Regions from separate parts of the Mus musculus genome. Here region 1 is linked to region 2. The links are chromatin contacts, called in public promoter capture Hi-C maps. All regions are on one chromosome and are shown on one strand. Each heading gives the region's core, a stretch centred on a gene start, on an enhancer-like site or on the middle of the called end of the contact. The rest is flanking DNA. Distances are from core to core; before and after follow the strand shown. Region 1 holds the start of Nsd3 (nuclear receptor binding SET domain protein 3). Region 2 holds the start of Ddhd2 (DDHD domain containing 2).

Region 1 (3,562 bases), core at 711-3,210, 110 kb before region 2:
AGGGGAGATGAGATGATGTAGAAACACCTGGCCCAGAAGTGCTGCTAAGAAAGTGAGGCTGCTGCTGACACCCCCACCCCTGCGACATCTGTGGAGAGAGCACTTCTGAGAATTAGATTTTTGTTGTCTTACATGGTTTTTGGTTTTGTTTTTTAATATTAATTTTTAGTGGTTCTTTCATAGCTCTGGTTGGCCTGGAACTCACTGTGTAGATCAGGCTGGCCTTGAACTCACAGAGATTAAAGATGTGTGCTACCACAACTGGTAACATTTGCCTTCTGATTAATTTGTTGGCAATTTTAAAATGCCTCAGGTTATTTGTTTGCTTACAGTAGAGCAGACAGCAGCTGTATGAGTGGGTGGATAAGATTCAAAAAGTACATTGTTAGGTTTTGTTTCCCTCCCTGATCTGCAGTTTTGAGTTTGGTAAGTACTAGATACTACTTAAACAAAGAAGGTAGACACTGTTAACCATAGAATTGTCTGTATGCCTCAAAAGCCTTCACAATATTCCAAACATCTAAAATCAGCTTCTCAGAGTTAGTACAGTAATAAAACCTGTTTGTTTTATAGATGAAAATGTAAAAATAGTATCTGAACTATTCATTAATGTTTTATCTTGGATGTGAACTTGCCCAAGTTCTGACAAGACAAGGTGGTCTTATTGCAGATGTGTGTCTACATTAAACATTGTTACCTAGTGTGGGCATGTTCATAGACTTGTAGTACATCGCATAATTGTATAATAAATACAGTGATGAACTACAGTGATCTAGCAAAGAACTTGCATCAAAATTAGCTGGGATGTGGTCTTAAAATACTCATGCTTTAACCCCCTACACACAGACTTTATTAAACTGGAATCTTCAAGAGTAAAATACCAGGATATGCATTTAAAAATGATTCTGCTATATATGCCACTTTAAAAACAACTAGATAATGGCCAAGAGTATAGATAACTAGACAGCTTTACACACTAGTAATATGATTATATAAATTGATAGAGTATGGCCAATAGAACAATTGTGCAGCTAGATAAAAAGTTTTAAAATCTTTCCTCTATGAATACACATATGCACAGATTTATAGTTTGATTTTTTTTCTCTTTGAGACAGAGTCTCCTTACTTATTGCTCAGTTTGCCTCCAGCTCAAGGTTTGTCTGTCTCCACCACCTCAGTCATGCACTGGCAGGCGTCTGATAGTGTACCCTGGTGAAGGGAACAGTCTTCAAGAGTGGCTATGTAGTAGTGCATGCCGGTAATCCCAGCACTCAGGGGCAGAGGTAGGAGAGTGATGACTGTGAGGACAGTGTAGGTCACATGGTGGTACCCTGACTCAAAAGGTTTTTTCTGGAGACATGTTTGTATACTAAAAACTTGTAAGCAGCTAATTGATTTATAGTACACACATGGTTGAATCTATTAAATTGATACTACAGTTTACTATATAACCGTTTAAAGAATATAGTATAATGCCACAGAGGTAGTGTATACCTTTAATCCCAGCACTAAGGAGGTAGAGGCAGACAGATCTCTGTGAGTTCGAGGCCAGCCTGATCCTTAGGGTGAGTTCCAGGACAGCCACAGCTACACAGAGAAACCCTCTCTAAAATAAAAAAAAAAAAAAAAAAAAAAAAAAGGAAGAAGGAGGAGGAGTAAAGTATACATGTGTGAAGATTACTTATGCATCCTAAAGTTGCTATGGAAGTAAGCAGGACTTTTTTCTGGATGTGGTGGTGTGTTTCTATAATCTCAGGACCTGGGAGGATGAGTCAGGAGACTCCCCAGTTTAAGGACAGCCTGGGCTCCATAGCTGATGCTATCTGCTTTATGTCAGAATGATGTAGGTTTAATGTCTGCATATCTGAATGTGAAAATTAGGTATAAAGAGCTTGTATAATCCTTGGTTGGCTTCTTGCCTATTAGAATTTTAATACTTTTTAATTCTCTTCAATTTTAGGCTCGATGAGAGAAAGGGAAAGTTAAGGATGCTGGAGCAGAACAATGGATTTCTCTTTCTCTTTCATGCAAGGGATCATGGGAAACACAATTCAGCAACCACCTCAACTCATTGACTCGGCCAACATCCGCCAGGAGGATGCCTTTGATAACCACAGTGACATTGTTGAAGATGGTGGCCCGACACCCTTTGAAGCTACTTTGCAACAAGGTTTTCAATATCCACCTACAACAGAAGACCTTCCTCCGCTCACAAATGGCTACCCACCATCAATCAGCTTGTATGAAACTCAAACCAAATACCCGCCATATAATCAGTATCCCAATGGGTCAGCCAACGGTTTTGGTGCAGTTAGAAACTTTAGCCCTACTGACTATTACCATTCAGAAATTCCAAACACAAGACCACATGAAATTCTGGAAAAACCTTCTCCTCCTCAGCCACCTCCTCTTCCTCCTCCTCCTCCTCCTCCTCCTCCTCCTCCTTCGGTACCACAAACTGTGATTCCAAAGAAGACAGGCTCACCCGAGATTAAACTAAAAATAACCAAAACTATCCAGAATGGCAGGGAATTGTTTGAGTCTTCCCTTTGTGGAGACCTCTTAAATGAAGTACAGGCAAGCGAGCACACAAAGTCTAAGCATGAAAGCAGAAAGGAAAAGAGGAAAAAGAGCAACAGACACGAGTCATCTCGATCCGAAGAGCGGAGGTCACACAAGATTCCCAAGCTAGAGCCGGAGGGACAGAATGTAAGTCCAAATGTTCTGTGTAGCTTTGTCGTCTCTGTGTTTACTGGAAGTTGGGAATCTTTTTTATGTTTTTCTTTTCAAATATGAATATTTCTAGTGAGTTCTTGCCATTGGCAAGGTGCCTGGAAATATAATGAATAAATCCTTGATGAGAAGATAATAGGCATTATTAGTGAGGAAATATCTTTAACGTTTTTGACACCGAGAGTCTTGCTTCCTTTTCTCTCCTCTCACCTCCTTCTGGGGCTTCCAAGACAGGCTTTCTCTGTTTAACCTCGCAGTCTCAGAGCTCACTCTGCACACCAGGCTGACATCCTGAGATCCATCTATCCCTGCCCCTTGAGAGGCTTCATTATTTTCACTTGTTTATATCAAACTCTTGGTTTTGGAAGATGGAGACGAAAGCCGAAGGAAAAGGGGATTTTATATCAGGCCAGGTTTGCTGCTGGAGCCTAGATATAAGATGGTTCCCACACGTTTGCTCCTCCCGGGGCTGGGGCTTGCATCTTCAGTTCTCACACTCAGAAGCAGAGGCAGATGCAGGCAGGTGGAGGGAGCCCAGCAAATTCCAGGCCAGCCAGGGCTACACAGTGAGACCCTGTCTCAAAAATAAAATACAATTAAGACACATTACTTAAACATATTGATTAGCTCTTCAAATGGAGTTTTTATCAAAGCCCATGTATACTGGTGGATTATTTTTTTTTTTTTGGTTATTAATTTCTTTAGTTTTTTTTAAGCATATTTTTTTAAAAGATTTATTTATTTAATATATGTGAGTACACTGTCACTCTCTTCAGACACCCCAGAAGAGGGTGTCAGATCTCATTACAGATGGTTGTGAGCCACCATG
Region 2 (3,271 bases), core at 614-3,113:
ACAGAATTTGGTTCCTAGGTTTTTTTTTTTTTCACTCATCCTTTTTCTTTTTTTTTGCTCATATTTTTTTCATGAGTAATTTTTAGTATTTCAAACCAATTATATTTTAATGAAAAAAGCAAATACTAGCTGAACATTTTTCCTCTTCTAAGACAATAATGCCTCTTATACACACTTATACACACACACTCACAGTCTCATACAGATACATACATAGATTTTTTCTGAAGTTTTTACTTGGATTAAAGGCAAATTAATAGCAATTATGATATATCCTCACTAACACTTTGTTACATGAGAACAAAAGCGACATGTTAGCTCAGTCTGCAATGTGACGACTCTACACACAAACTTTCTGACTAAAAAGTCAAACACAAGCTAGAATAGAGAAAAATACTTGATAACTATGCAGAAATTTAATACAGTTTTAAAAGGATGAAAATGGTGTAATTCTGAAATTTCATGTTAGTGGCTATCACAGTAGAGGATATTACTTGTTAGTTTTTATTAGAGTCATCAGTTTCTTCCTACCAGAGCCATATGCGTCTTCCAGCTGCTGTGAATCCTCAGAGTTGAAAGGAATCCAGAGCTCCTTGGAATCTAGTACCTTACAATAAAACCAATGTGGAGAAACGGGTTCATAGGAACTACTGGCGTCCATGTCTATGAGTTCGAAGGAACTACAAGAGTTCGGGGATGGGGACGGATCTGACTGAGACAGCTGCTCCTGGTGTGATTCCCCCGATGACATTTCGCTCTAGAAGACAAAATAAAAAAAACTATCAGGAGAATTATTTTGCATCTATTAACACTGTAATGTTCATATGCTCAATAACCATTTTTGGAAGCTGTTCTTGAAAACAGCAATATTTAAAAGCTACATAATTTTTATACACACACAATTATTTGGGGAGAGAAACAAAATGTTCAGCTCCATCATTCTATACTGAGCTTCCAATTCTCCTTAGAAAACTAAAAAATGTCTAATCATACAACAAGCTCTTTAGAAAACCCAGAAATGTCAAGAAACACACGGTCAAAACTGATTGCAACAGGGTGTTTTACCACAATTTTCACAATAAAAGTAGCAGCACCAGCGAAGGCTGGAAATTTCCTACCTCCAGGTGTGCACACTACAAACCATTTAGTGTGTCAGACAGTAATAACAGGTAGGTTTAAGGCCCCAGGCTCTATTGTACATTTCTAATTACACACACATTTACATAACTATTGGAATCTTACTATACAGAAAACAGAACTAATCGCTTAAGAACCATTTTGGCTGATCCTCCCAGTGTGCTTCAATACGGGCTCTGGTACATTTAACGCCCAAACAGAAACTTTGCCTGCAGGCTATAGCTGCGCATCGACCCACCGAGACGCAGAGCCAGAGTTTCGGATGAAAAGTGACAAATGACCTCAACTGCCCCCGGGGCGATGGATGTCGGGCGAGTTCCCACCGACCCCAGCACTAAAGCACCCGGCGGACTAGCGCTGCAGACATAGAAGCAGAACCCAAAAGCCCAGGACGGGAGATGGACGAGCGGCATCGCTGCACCGGGCACGGTCGGACCGCACAGCTCAGGAACCAACACTCCCCGGGCCTCCCCGTTATCCTCCCGAGACCTCGGCCTGCTCCCGCCGCCAGCTCGGGGCTCCGAGTTCGGGATCTAGGAGAGCAGCCGAGCCGTCCACGGATGCCCCGGGATACCGTGCACACTGGAGCCTCTCCACCCCCGGCTCGCCCCGGCCCAGGCTCCCGCGCGGACCTGGACTCGCTCGTCCACACCGCCGCTCGCGCTCTCAGCCCTCGCGGAGGGAGCCCGGGCCACATCGCCGCTGCAGCCTACCTCCCAAGCCGGGCGGGGCGGACGGGCGGAGCCTGCGGCCGCGCCCCAATCCCCACACCGCGGGCTCCTCAGCGCTCCAGCGGAGGAGAGCAGTGCGCCCGCGGAGGCTGCGCTCCCGGTGAGAGCCGGAGGCGCAGAAAGATCCTCCGAAGTGTCGCGAGATGTGCGGTGAGGACTGGGGGACTCGCGCGAGACCTGGCTCCTCCTGCGGGCAGACGTCGGGCGCCGGGCACGCGCCGGGCACGCGCTAGGGGCGTGGGGGACACGCACGGGAGGCCTTGCCTGCGCTGAGGCTTTGAAGGAGGAAAATCGGACCTTCTGACCCCTCATGGGTCCCGGCAACCCCGGTGGGCAGGACTGGGGTGACTGAAGGCTCTGTCTGTCTGTCTGTCCTCCATTCCCTCCCTCTATTTGGATTGAGAGGCTGTCAAAGTTATCCCTAAAGCCTAAGAGGTGAGTCTGACAGAATACGGATGCTGTAAGAGGCAGCAAATGAGGTTTTTGTTTGTTGGCTTTTTTGTTTTTTGTTTTTGACCTAGTTGATGTAGGGTGATGGCGGTGGCTATTCACGTAAGCCCAGCGCTCTGGAGACTGGCAGGGCTAGAGATGCGGATTGTCGCTGGAGCGCCTGACTAGCAGGTGCCACGGGAAGGAAAGACAAGAGGCTTTGCTGGTTTCTAACTTGATTATAAGACAAGGCTTCGAGATTTTTTTTTTCCCCCAGAAACTGAGAAGGAACAAAACGTGGACTTTTTTTTTTTTTAAAAAAACCACATAGTCTCTGCAAGTCAACACCTACACACCAATATCTGCACGTTAATGTAACACCATTTTTTGTGTGATTTTTTTTGTTGTTGTTTTGTGATGGCCTTGCTATGAAGCCCCATATTGGTCTCCGACCTTTAAAAATTACTACATTTATATATTTGTCTGTGTGTGTGTGTTAGGGTTTCTGTTCCTGCACAAACATCATGACGAAAAAGCAAGTTGGGGAGGAAAGGGTTTATTCAGCTTACATTTCCACATTGCTGTTCATCACCAAAGGAAGTCAGGACTGGAACCCAAGCAGGTCAGGAAGCAGGAGCTGATGCAGAGGCCATGGTGGGATGTTCTTTACTGGCTTGCCTCACCTGGCTTGCTCAGCCTGCTCTCTTATAGAACCCAAGACTACCCGCCAGGGATGGTCCCACCCACAAGGGGCCTTTCCCCCTTGATCACTAATTGAGAAAATGCCTTACAGCTGGATCTCACTGAGGCATTTCCTCAAGGGAGGCTACTCTCTCTGTGACAACTCCAGCCTATGTCAAGTTGACACACAAAACCAGCCAATGCAGTGTGTGTGTGTGTGTCATGTATGTGCTGCTTCATGTGTAGAATTCAGAGAATAACTTTCAGGTATCAGCTCTCCTTTCACTGTAGGG

What was found. Capture Hi-C pulls out chosen DNA fragments and counts their contacts.
Region 1: a promoter capture Hi-C map of liver shows a contact between it and region 2. The contact joins the promoter of Nsd3 here to the promoter of Ddhd2 in region 2. A contact is called at or near these places in 4 of 39 promoter capture datasets (cranial neural crest, hematopoietic stem and progenitor cells, liver and 1 more), 1 of 115 datasets of contacts at active chromatin or transcription factors (embryonic stem cells) and 3 of 9 other capture datasets (adipose tissue, embryonic stem cells and liver).

The regions. Positions count from the first base shown.
Region 1 is chr8:25,638,617-25,642,178 of GRCm38.p6, forward strand. It overlaps Nsd3 (nuclear receptor binding SET domain protein 3), which reads left to right and starts at 1,961. Exons shown (of 23, transcript NM_001081269.2): 1 at 1,961-2,709. The coding sequence starts at 2,005.
Region 2 is chr8:25,752,417-25,755,687 of GRCm38.p6, forward strand. Ddhd2 (DDHD domain containing 2) reads right to left here and starts at 1,864. Exons shown (of 18, transcript NM_028102.1): 1 at 1,770-1,864; 2 at 532-757. The coding sequence starts at 751. Gm17484 (predicted gene, 17484) reads left to right here and starts at 2,064. Exons shown (of 2, transcript NR_154462.1): 1 at 2,064-2,303.